2 separate regions of the Mus musculus genome follow, and region 1 is linked to region 2. The links are chromatin contacts, called in public promoter capture Hi-C maps. All regions are on one chromosome and are shown on one strand. The core of a region is the stretch at or near the end of the contact, and the rest is flanking DNA. Distances in the headings are between cores, read along the strand shown. Region 1 overlaps Cntfr (ciliary neurotrophic factor receptor). Region 2 overlaps Myorg (myogenesis regulating glycosidase (putative)).

Evidence for each region. Capture Hi-C pulls out chosen DNA fragments and counts their contacts.
Region 1: a promoter capture Hi-C map of liver shows a contact between it and region 2. The contact joins two enhancer-like sites. A contact is called at or near these places in 2 of 39 promoter capture datasets (the C10 cell line and embryonic stem cells), 1 of 484 Hi-C or Micro-C datasets (bone marrow-derived macrophages), 23 of 115 datasets of contacts at active chromatin or transcription factors (the NIH/3T3 cell line, bone marrow-derived macrophages, craniofacial prominence and 13 more) and 5 of 9 other capture datasets (adipose tissue, embryonic stem cells, liver and 2 more).

Annotation. Positions count from the first base shown.
Region 1 is chr4:41,659,146-41,665,015 of GRCm38.p6, reverse strand. It overlaps Cntfr (ciliary neurotrophic factor receptor), which reads left to right. Exons shown (of 10, transcript NM_001136056.3): 5 at 1,359-1,476; 6 at 1,648-1,814; 7 at 2,880-3,043. Among named protein-coding and RNA genes, the nearest start is that of Gm12405, 19 kb to the right of the region's middle. Within about 2 kb of position 3,500, at least 27 of the 459 cell types and tissues checked have an H3K27ac peak or open chromatin away from gene starts, as enhancers often do. A contact at or near this core is called in craniofacial prominence and liver, where this site is marked.
Region 2 is chr4:41,493,335-41,498,985 of GRCm38.p6, reverse strand. Myorg (myogenesis regulating glycosidase (putative)) reads left to right here. Exons shown (of 2, transcript NM_001085515.2): 2 at 1-3,385. The coding sequence ends at 1,508. Among named protein-coding and RNA genes, the nearest start is that of Myorg, 6.9 kb to the left of the region's middle. Within about 2 kb of position 1,750, at least 41 of the 459 cell types and tissues checked have an H3K27ac peak or open chromatin away from gene starts, as enhancers often do. A contact at or near this core is called in craniofacial prominence and liver, where this site is marked.

The DNA of each region.
Region 1 (5,870 bases), core at 2,251-4,750, 160 kb before region 2:
TCCTGCCCTCATCTCTTGCTGCAGAGCTAGGCTTGGGCTCTGGCATCCCAGGTTCGTCCACGTCTTCGCACAGACTGTACATACTAGGTGTGTGCATGAAGTCACCCCAAATCATGCATGCTGTCAACGGAAGCCTCAGTCCCCTGAGGGTCACCACCGCCACTCAATGAGCCTACAAGCTAGCCTGTTCTCCCCTTCACTGTCCCTGGCTTGTGGAGCTACCCCTCCCATTTCCTGTCCACCTGTCAGGCAGGGGGCGGGGAGGAGCACGGAAGGGAGGTGTCCTGTCTGCGGAGCCACAGACATTCCTCGCCTGGGTCAGATCACAGAGGTTGCCTCCTTCCAGGAACTTGAGCTGCCTGTCCTCACGCCTTGCCCAGTGCCTGAAGGTGGGGCAGCTGGCCTATATGCTCACAGCATCAAAAACCACAGTTAGACAACAGCAAGTACTTCCCCAATGTAGTCCTGTAATACCTTTCTGAGATTAATTCCAGTGTGGTTGCTCTGTGACCTCAGGCAAAATAGTATCCTTCTTTGTACCTCTTCCGAGCATGTCATGGCCTTTCTTCAGGTGCTGGTAGACTTGGCAGCTGGAGCCAGGAGCCAGTGGGGAACACACCAAGGGAACAGCCGCTTTCTTCCAACAGACACTTTGTACACATAAATATTCACATATGGTCGTGCATGGATGACATGACCAAGCCCTCCATAGTTGCTTTATGTCACCAATCACTCCGTCATGTCAGAGACATGTGTGTCACATACACTGATGCCTGCAGGTATGTACACACATGGATGTGCTCATGACTAGTCATCTTGCACTCCTGTGTGGCTACCAGGCCTGTTTGTCTATCAATCAACAGATGGGAAGCCTGGGGGGGGGGCGGCGCAGGGGGCATGCATCTCGTCTACAAACCGTGCAGGGGTCGCCCTGGCAGGTAGAGGCCACTTGGATGCCTTCAGTCTCTATGGCGCTCCTTCCTTCGGAAGTGGACACAGTGTGACAAGAGACACGGACAGAGACAATTCCCTGAGACATCACATCCACGTGGTGATTGATGAGCTGAGGCCCACAGCCCTCCCCCTGCCCCCCCCTCCACACAGTTCCTGCCTCCATTGAGCAGGTGTGGGGGGGGATCCTCCACACAGCCTTGTTTTTCTTTAATTAAACATCTGGCTCTCTGTGGCCTGGGAAGCCTCAGACCCTCGCTGACAGCCCTCCCCCCACCTTTGGCATCGATGATAGGCTGAGAGGGGGAGTGCTGGGGCTCTGGGGCCCACCTGTCCCCTGACTAGTACAGGGGACCGGAGGCTTCAAGAGGACCCTGACCTCCCTGTCCTGTCCTCACCCCCCTCAGTGCCGCCGCGGGAGCCTGTGCTCAGCTGCCGCTCCAACACTTACCCCAAGGGCTTCTACTGCAGCTGGCACCTGCCCACCCCCACCTACATCCCCAATACCTTCAATGTGACTGTGCTGTGAGTAACTGCGCTCTTGACCCGGTCCCAGCCCTGACCTTTGACCTCCCCCTCTCCTCATCATGTCCTGAGTCTAAGACCCCAGCCCAGCCTTGGGCTTGACCTTCCCCTAGCCTGCCCCAGCCTGCCCCTTGATGATGGTAACAGTACCTGGGCCTCATTCCTTTCCAGGCATGGCTCCAAAATTATGGTCTGTGAGAAGGACCCAGCCCTCAAGAACCGCTGCCACATTCGGTACATGCACCTGTTCTCAACCATCAAGTACAAGGTCTCCATAAGTGTCAGCAACGCCTTGGGTCACAACACTACGGCCATCACCTTTGACGAATTCACCATTGGTGCGTGTGGTCGTGGTGGTGGTGGTGGTGGTGGTGGTGGGGAGATGCTACATGTTCCAGGAGTGAGTGTGTCAGAGGCATGCACGAGTGAGTCCTGCTGTGGATGCTCACACGTGTGCATGATGCCTCCATATATACCCAGGACCATATAAGCAGCTATCCTTTACCTGCAGGGCAGACTTCCCCCATCAGCTCTTTTCATTGTCTCTTTGGCTCAGAGAACATGCAGCAGGCGGAAAAGGGAGCGAGCTGGGCCAGACTCCTGCGCAGCTGCAGGCTCCCCGCACCCCATGCTAATGGCTTCCTTACGGCCTGTGATGAATGAGGTGTCAGAACAGGAGACAGGAGAAGGACAGACACTGCCCTCTCCCCACCTCTTATCCCATCCAGACCCTCTGCCTGCCCTCGCCCTGCTCCAGACAGGCACTGCCTGCTCGTACCCCACCCCGGACAAACCCTTTATTGGTCTCGGAGACTCTCTTGCCTTCCTCTATTCCATCTTCCCTCTCTGTCTTCCCCACGAGATTCACGGCTAGATATTCAGTCAGACCATTGCTCTAGAGCTGAGCCCTCAGATGCCGCCACCATTAGATCCCCAGCTTACCACCAACCCACAGAGCATCCTCAAACCCAGACTCTTCTGAGGGAGCCCAGGCTCAGTTGAGAACTGGGAAACACAAAACCTGAGGGGAAGCTGGCAGAGGACGTGTGTGCTGTGGTGTAAGAGGGGTGATCTGGGTGGCAGTAGAGGTGAGCATGATCGTGGTGCAGGTATCACATAGGCTTTGGGATGCTGGACACCATGAGAGTGGAGTAGTGATAGTTGTGACAGTTAGGATATTGCTACCAAGTGCTGGTAACTCTGCCTAGGGACAGTCAGTGGTGATGGTGGGAACACAGCAGAGGTGGCAATCAGATGGTGTTCAATGTAGTTGCCAGAGCTGACAACAGAGAAGAGAGATGGTGACTGTCAATGGTTGACATCAGAGATGGCTGATCAGGGGCTGGAGTTGACGGTAAAGGGTTGTTCCAGAGCACACTGATGAAGCTATGTTTCCTTAACAGTGAAGCCTGATCCTCCAGAAAACGTGGTGGCCCGGCCAGTGCCCAGCAACCCCCGTCGGCTGGAGGTGACATGGCAGACACCCTCAACTTGGCCCGACCCTGAATCCTTTCCTCTCAAGTTCTTCCTGCGCTACCGGCCTCTCATCCTGGACCAATGGCAGCATGTGAGTATCCTGCCTTGCCCAGATTCCTGGTGCCTGAGCTACACAGTACACAGAGAGAGGAAACTGTGCTCCAGGCAGGATTGGCACCAACAGGGGACCCGATGTGAGTCTGAGAGGCTCGCTGTGGGGAGGGGCGGGGGGGGGGGGGTGGAAGGCATCCCGTGGGTTTGGGAAAATGGATGGGGCCAAGGGAGGCACCCTCATCAGAATACTGGAGAGAAGTGCTGGGGTGGGGGACAGGGCTAGCAGTGTTTCCCACTCAGTACCAACCCCCCAGCTGCTAGTCCCAGCCAGGCGTGGGGCTGTGCTGGATCCAGAGAACAGAATGGTCCCACTCCTCAAAGATTTACAGATGGGCCCAAGGGATTAGAACCAGACATTGGGATTGAGTTTAGATCATGAGGGTTATTTAGGCTCCAATCAATCAATTAGGCCTAGTTTAAAGGTCAGTTTGAGGTTATAGGTCAGGTGGTGTCCTAGGCTGGGAATCAAACAGTGGACAAGGGTCAGTATGGGGAGAAGCTACGGTCTGGATATTGATCAAGTTCTGATGGAGAGTCTAGGAAATGGCCAGAGATCTGAATGCTTGTAGGCTTTCTCATATGGAGAGCCCCCGGCCCTATAGGCTGTGGGCACTCTGGGTGGCCCTTGAGCTCTGGGCTAGTACTAGAGTTGGAAGTGTTCCGTGAGGCAAGCCAGTCTGTCTCCTGGGGGTCAGCTTGAACCCCCACCAGGCTCCAGTGCCATCTCCTTATGCCCTTCTCCTGTCTGGCCTTTAAAGTCTGTAATCTGATTCCTAGGTGCCTGTCCTGGTTGTAGGCCTGGCCCCCACAAAGGCTACTCACACTCTCACGTGTTCCCTGACAGAGTCCGGAGTCCCTCCTGCCTGGCCAGCTGCCCGAGCCTAATGCATTGCTAATAACCAGGGTCTGGTTTCACAAGCCCCCTCCCCCGCTAACGAGCTACAGGCAGCAGCTCTGCGCGATGCAGCGCACACGCCTTGCAGTGGAGCTGGCACACTGCCCACCACACATGGGAACACACACACACACACATACACACAGCTTCCAGCAGGAATCATACTGCAATCATGCATGGGGCCAACATGCCAAGGATCATACCGTGGGCAGAACTCACATCTACTCTGGGAACATCCATGTTCTATGGTATGAGAACATGCATGTACTATAGCACGTCACAGCCTTCTTCCAGGTTTCACAGGCATTGGAAATGGTTAGACTTGTGGCTCTTTTCAACTTGAATTTTGCATAGAATATATTCCCTGTCCTTGATCTTGGAGAGTAACAGGTGTGTGACTGTAAGAGGAGAGCAGAGAAAAAGATCGTTTGGATATTCAGGGAAAATATGAGCTGTGAATTATAAAGGTGGTATGTCAGAGACTGTCTCGGCATGGACAAGGTAAAGCAGGAACTGGAGCCCAGTATGGGAATCCGGTGTCACCTGCTCTTTTCCTAAGTCACCCAGGAGGCTTGAGGGCAGTGTCTGACATTTGCGGCTGACTTGGGAGACAGCTTCCAGGCTAGTGGTCGTCAGTAACAGCTCTTGTTAATTGAAGGGTCCGTCTCCTAAGGATCAGTGACAACCTAGCCAGAAGGGGCCAGGCCTAAGATTGTCACTATCCAGAGATCACTGGCAAGAAGTGTAGTGTCTCAAGTCCACCATTGAGGTGGCAGCTTGGTCTATGCCCCTTGGCTCTTCTCTTTGTCTTTGGGAAAAGACATGTGGGAATCTGTAGGCCAAGAGAGAGGGGAGCTGATTGGTCAGAGGGAATCTTTATAGACAGAGTAGACTGGGGTACAGATTGGGACTGGCACACCCCCCACCATGACAGGAGGGCTTTTGGTGGCCACTCATCTTCCAGGGCTGGGGGTAGGATTGGCTTGGGCAGGGTCTAGGCTCAAGTGTATTTCAGCATGACCCTGACCTTAACCAGGGTCTCCAGCATCAGGACCACAGACTCAGAACTAGGAGGGCTTCCTGCACACACACACACACACACACACACACACACACACACACACGGCACGCATGCATGTGTATAACAGACTAGCAGGTCAGGTGGCCTAGACCTTATATTTCTGGGGAGACGATTGGAACAGGAACCAAAAGGGCCCTAAAGCCAGACATGGCCCAAAGCAGCCCCCTCCTTCGCCCCCACCGGCTGCCCCTGTTTACGAGGCCGCTTAATGAGGCAGCGGGTGCCGCTGAGATGAACCAGAGCCCAGGCTGGGCTTGGGAGGGGCGCCGGACAGGCAGGCCGCCCTGGAGACTGGGGGGAAGACCAGCAGGATGAGGCCAGCAAGTGCGGGGGTGGGGGGGGGTGTAGTGATGCCATGCCTCAGGGAGAAAGGGAGCATCAATCCTGTCACCCTAGGGGCTGTGCCCCCCCTTCCCACTTCTAACACTTGAGGGGAGAGGCCCTGCTGGGGCTGGGTGGGGGGTACACTGGCTCTGGGCTGAAACCCACACTGAAGTCTGGTTGGTCTTTTCCTAGTGGCTTAGGCCTCATTCTAAGCCTAAGGCAGGTACTGTCATTAACACTTAGTTATAGAGAGGCAGTGCAGCTTGGCCTCTGAGTTAGGGAGAGATGGAGGCAAGCTTTTATTTAAGCATCTTCTCTCCAGCAGGCTTGGTGCTTGTGACCTTTTACTTAATGGCTCACTGAGAGGAGGTAGCCCACCCCCACACTGCTGCCCAGTAGTTTCCCCCTTGGCACCCCAGTGTCTTGGATTAAGGCATCACAGCTACTGAGCAAAGTCCTTCTGGAGGCAGTCTAGCCTCCCTCATGCCTGAGGCCCCTCCCCTA
Region 2 (5,651 bases), core at 501-3,000:
CATCTGACGCCGCATTCGGGGGCATCCTTGAGCGCTACTGGTTATCTTCACGCGCCGCTGCCATCAAAGTCAATGATTCAGTGCCCTTCCACCTGGGCTGGAATAGCACGGAGCGTTCGATGAGACTGCAGGCACGCTACCACGACACATCTTACAAGCCACCAGCTGGCCGTACTGCCGCGCCAGAGCTCAGCTACCGCGTGTGCGTGGGCTCAGATGTCACTTCCATCCACAAGTACATGGTTCGACGTTACTTCAACAAGCCATCCAGGGTACCAGCGTCAGAGGCCTTCCGAGACCCCATTTGGTCCACGTGGGCACTGCATGGGCGCGCTGTGGACCAGAACAAGGTGCTGCAATTCGCCCAGCAGATCCGCCAGCACCGCTTTAATAGCAGCCACCTGGAAATCGATGACATGTACACGCCCGCCTATGGCGACTTTAATTTCGACGAGGGCAAGTTTCCCAACGCCAGTGACATGTTCCGCCGCCTGCGAGATGCCGGCTTCCGCGTCACACTTTGGGTGCATCCGTTTGTCAACTATAACTCGTCGAGCTTCGGCGAAGGTGTGGAGCGCGAGCTGTTCGTGCGCGAGCCCACGGGCCGGCTGCCCGCGCTGGTGCGCTGGTGGAACGGTATTGGCGCAGTGCTGGACTTCACGCACCCAGAGGCCCGAGAGTGGTTCCAGGGACACCTACGGCGCCTGCGCTTGCGCTACAACGTGACCTCCTTTAAGTTCGACGCGGGTGAGGTCAGCTACCTGCCCAGGGACTTCAGCACCTACAGGCCTCTGTCTGACCCCAGTGTGTGGAGCAGGCGGTACACCGAGATGGCGGAGCCCTTCTTCTCGCTAGCCGAGGTCCGCGTGGGGTACCAGTCACAGAACATCTCCTGCTTCTTCCGTCTAGTGGACCGCGACTCGGTATGGGGCTACGACCTGGGGCTGCGCTCTCTTATCCCTGCGGTGCTCACCGTCAGTATGCTGGGCTATCCGTTCATCTTGCCCGATATGATAGGTGGCAACGCGGTGCCGGAGCGCACAGCCGGCCGCCAAGATGGGCCGGGGCCAGAGCGCGAGCTCTACGTGCGCTGGCTGGAGGTGGCCGCCTTCATGCCTGCCATGCAGTTTTCAATCCCTCCTTGGCAGTACGACGCAGAAGTGGTAGCCATCGCACACAAATTCGCTGCTCTGCGCGCCTCCCTCGTGGCGCCACTGCTGCTAGAGCTTGCTGGTGAGATCACCGACACTGGCGACCCCATCGTGCGCCCCCTGTGGTGGATCGCACCGGGGGATGAAACGGCCCATCGCATTGACTCACAGTTTCTCATCGGGGACACGCTGTTGGTGGCGCCGGTGCTAGAGCCTGGTAAGCAAGAGCGTGATGTCTACCTGCCTGCCGGCAAATGGCGAAGCTACAAGGGTGAACTTTTTGACAAGACGCCGGTGCTGCTCACGGATTACCCTGTCGACCTGGATGAGGTCGCCTATTTCACCTGGGCTTCCTGACCCAGCTCAGAACCTAGGAATCCCACAGCCCTAACCCCAGCCTTCATACAGACTTTTAATCCTCTACCACATGCGAATGCTGAACCCTCAGGAAGACCCACCTCTATACCATCTAGGAAGTGGGCACTGACTTTAAAGCGCTCCAGCCAACAGCTGTAGGTGAGACCTGGGAGGGGAGGAACTGCACCAGCGCACAATCCTAAGAGCCTCGGCTCCTTGCCCATTCACTTCAGTCTGCAGAAAGCCTCTTCCCTGGGTTGTCAGCCAGAAAAAAGGAGAGGTCAAAGGTCTGTTCTTCCTGCTACACAGGGTCTGGTTTTAAAAGTAGAGGGAAACCTCTCCTCCCCTGGTCTTTGTAGCCATCTTTGTCCTCTGAAATGAGGAACCGATCCTCTTTAAAGTTCCCAAATAGTTTTCTACCATATTTAGAAAGTATACGTTTAGCCCAGAGGTGGTGGCGCACGCCTTTAATCCCAGCACTCAGGAGGCAGAGGCAGGTGGATCTTCGAGATCAAGGCCAGCCTGGTCTATAGAGTGAGTTCCAGGACAGCAGAGAAACCCTTCCAAAAACTAAGGAAGGAAGGAAGAAAGGAAGAAGACAAAGTGTACCTCCTTGATGGCAGCAGCTAGGCCATGAGTTCCCAACACACAGTGATTGACCTGGTCCCACTCCATTGGGGAAGAAAAGATACAGATGTTTGGTTTGGCCAGCTGACAAGGAAGCAGTCCATAGAAGAGATGGGCTCAGCCTGAACTAGTTGTCTGTGAAAAGACTCCTAACGTTGCGTTAACATATTTGTATATATGCTGGTCTCAACTTTGGATCTAGACCTGGGGCCAGATGTATCTAGTGGATAGACTTGCAGGGCCATGCAGGCCGGACTCGTTGCCTTAATTCAAGAACCTGTGTCTATGTGTATGTACACATACTTCTGTCAGAGAGAGAGAGACACCCACCATGGGTCTTTGATGCTAGATAAGCCTAGAGGGAAGATAAAGGGGCAGGATCAAGGCTTTGTTTGATCATTGACCTACCCCCCCCCTCAGGTAGATTCCCTAGGACAATGCCAAACCCAGTTTAAGAGTTCCGAAACTGGAGAGTCGGGCTGAGGAACTGAGTTAGGTTGAACTTGGGAAAGCAAGCCCAAGTTCAACCTAACTCCTGCTGTAAAATGGAGAGAACTGTAGCAAATGAACAGCCCTTTAAGATTACCTAGCTGCCTCTCTGAACACACACACACACACACACACACACACACACGCACGCACGCACGCGCGTGCTCTGAGTGAAGCCTTAGTGGGAAAACCATGTTCTAATTCTGGCCGAGATGTGCTTGGCACATGAATGACATTACACACTGATGCCTGCCAACACACGCATGGGGTAAGGGCTTTCATCTCAGTAATTCTCTTGTTCTAAGGAGATCAGCTCCAACTATGGTGGGGTGAGTTTTTCCTGACTTGGAGGCTTGCCAGAGAAGGTGGAGAATGAAGTAGAACTCAGCTTCCCTCTCAGAGCCTGTGCCCGAATCTTTAATGTTCTCTGGGTGAAAGGTCCTGGGGAGAGCTTCGGGGCTCCCCCGATGCCCATCTCCAATGCCAATTCTTTGGTTTCTTCTTCTTGGCAGTGTTGAAGCTAGAACTCAGGGCGCTGAATACTAAGCAAGCATTCTTCCGGGAGCCATATTCGCAGTCTTCGTTTGTCAGTCAGCTGGGTGACCTTGAATAAGCTGCTGCTTACCCCACTGAGCCTCAGTTTTTCCTATGTAAGAGTGATATAAAACCTACCTCTGAGGTCATTTAATAATAAGCACAGACATGTGGAAAGTGCCTGACACAAAGCAGGTGCTCAATAAAAGAGAGCTATTGAAGTAGTATTTGTTGTTTTCTTGCTTAAAAACAAGGATTCTTGGGGGTTTAAAAAGACCGATTTTATGCATAAGCGATGCCTGCATGTATGTATGTATGTATGCATGCATGCATGCATGCACCACATACATGCCTGGTGCTTGTGGAGGTCAGGAAAGGGCATCAGATGCCCTGGAACTAGCGTTATGGATGGTTGTGAGCCACCATGTGGATGCTGGGAACCGGACCCAGGTTCTCTGTAAAAGCAACAAATGCTCTTAACTGCTGAGCCATCTCTCCAGCCTCTTTTGGCCTTGCCCTGTCCTCTGTCCCTGCCAGTACCTCTTGTGCAGTCCAAACATGTCTCTCTCCCTGTACATCGGATCTGGGAAGCCTAGCATTGCTCCAGATGGCCTCCAGCAGCCTTGTAACCACAGCTTACTGGTCTTAGGCTCTCTTGTGTGTGTGTGTGTGTGTGTGTGTGTGTGTGTGTGTGTGTGTGTGTTGGTGAGTGTGACGTACAGCAGTCAGGAGGTAGGGTCTAAATGGCCACTGAGGGGGCTTGGGAATGCGTTTGAATGGATTGAGCTTTAGCCAAGTGGGTTTTCTCAGCCACCATCCCCTGACTTGGGAGCAGAGCATTTCTGGAGCCAGAGCAAGCGTTCTTCTGGTTCTCCTCACCGAGCACCCAGGACCCTTCTTCCCCAAACCCAGGGTGGGCACTGGCCGTTCCAATCCTCTGGCCGCTGTTGAACAAAGACACACAGGGTGCTCTTGCTAAAAGCATTGACTCTTCTCTTGGCCCTCCGGGTGCCCAATGGGTTAACTAAAAACCAGAACAAAAGCTTGGTATGATGACTCCAGTTTGCACCTGTTCCCTTTGCACGGAGTCATTACAGTCTGGTGGATTCCAGGAACAACAGAGCCCCTGGATAAACATCTGTGACAAGGATCAAAACTACCCCCTAACCCCCGGCAACTGAACAAGGCCTGCCAGACCAATCCTAGGATAATGATCAACCAGACCACACTTTGGCCAAAGCTGATTAGCACGTGCTTCTTGCTCCAGCCTCTGTCCCCAGTCCTGTGTAAGCTGGGAACTCCTATGAGGGCCTCCAAGGCCAGGGCTGACAGCATCATCCCCCTTCTCTTCCTGGTATAGTTCTGCTGATTAAAGTTCCTTTCCTGTTTTTCACTTCTCTGTTTTGGAGTCAGGTTTGTTAGGATTCCTGGACTCAAAGACTCCAGCAACAGCCTCCACATGAGACCTCATCAGCCACATACCACTGTTAGAATCTCTGAAGGATGACCCGCAGACTCAAGTGTCTGATCTTGTCCAACCCACACAGCAGTCTAGGAGAGATGTCCAGAGTTCAGTCATGTCCCTTGTGGGGTGGGGATCCAGGCTCTGGTGGTGAAGCCTTCTAAGATCAACTCCTTCTCATGCCTCTGTTTTGCCCAGATCCTCAGGTATATCTAAGTATATGAAGAGCATTTGAAGAAACGCTGCCTTCTGTTCTGGGAACAACTGTACAACTATCCCCTGCCAAGGACAGGTGTGCTCAGACTTAGCCTTGAAGAAAAATGCAATGGCAGCTGGGTGGTTGCCTTTCCTTCCATTGTTTGGCTCCAAGGGCTTCTGCTGACAACCCCTACAGGTTACACCCCAACTCCCAAGGCACAGCCTGATTTTTTTTTTTTTTTTTTATCTTAAAGGTAATCATTTACTTCAGCAAGCCCCAGGATCTCTCCAGCAGCTTGATAAGAGGGGAGCTATTTAACTTTAGGTGGCAAGCCCCAAGCTTGCTCCAAGCAGCATTGGAGGGGATACGAAAAGACTCAGAGGACAGCCCTGTTCCTGTGTGTTCCCAGTCTAGAGGTCAGGGACTCTGTGGTTTTGGACAGCTCTTTGGCTTTCCCACTCCAGGTTACACAATCCAGAGCAGGGGAGAGTTATGGAGCAGTCTGAGCTCTGCCTGCCTACCTATACCATGGCCTCCTTAAGGAAGCAGCAGGAGGAAGCTGGCACCACCCTCCAGCCCCTCAGAGAATTAGGTCAGGCCAAAGGCTAAGATGACTGGAGAGTACGGTCTGTATGGTTGTGAGGGCTGCACCATAGGCACCAGCCCTGCATAGGAATGTCTATTCTAACGTTACTTGAGGTCTTCAATAAATGGCTTCTGTGTAGAAATAAGTCATTGTTTTCAAGGTCAAGAGGACATTTGGATTTCTTAGGACCTCTGAAAGGAAAACTTAGGCCTCCCCTGTAGGGGTAAGTCTGTCAGCCGCCTCCTC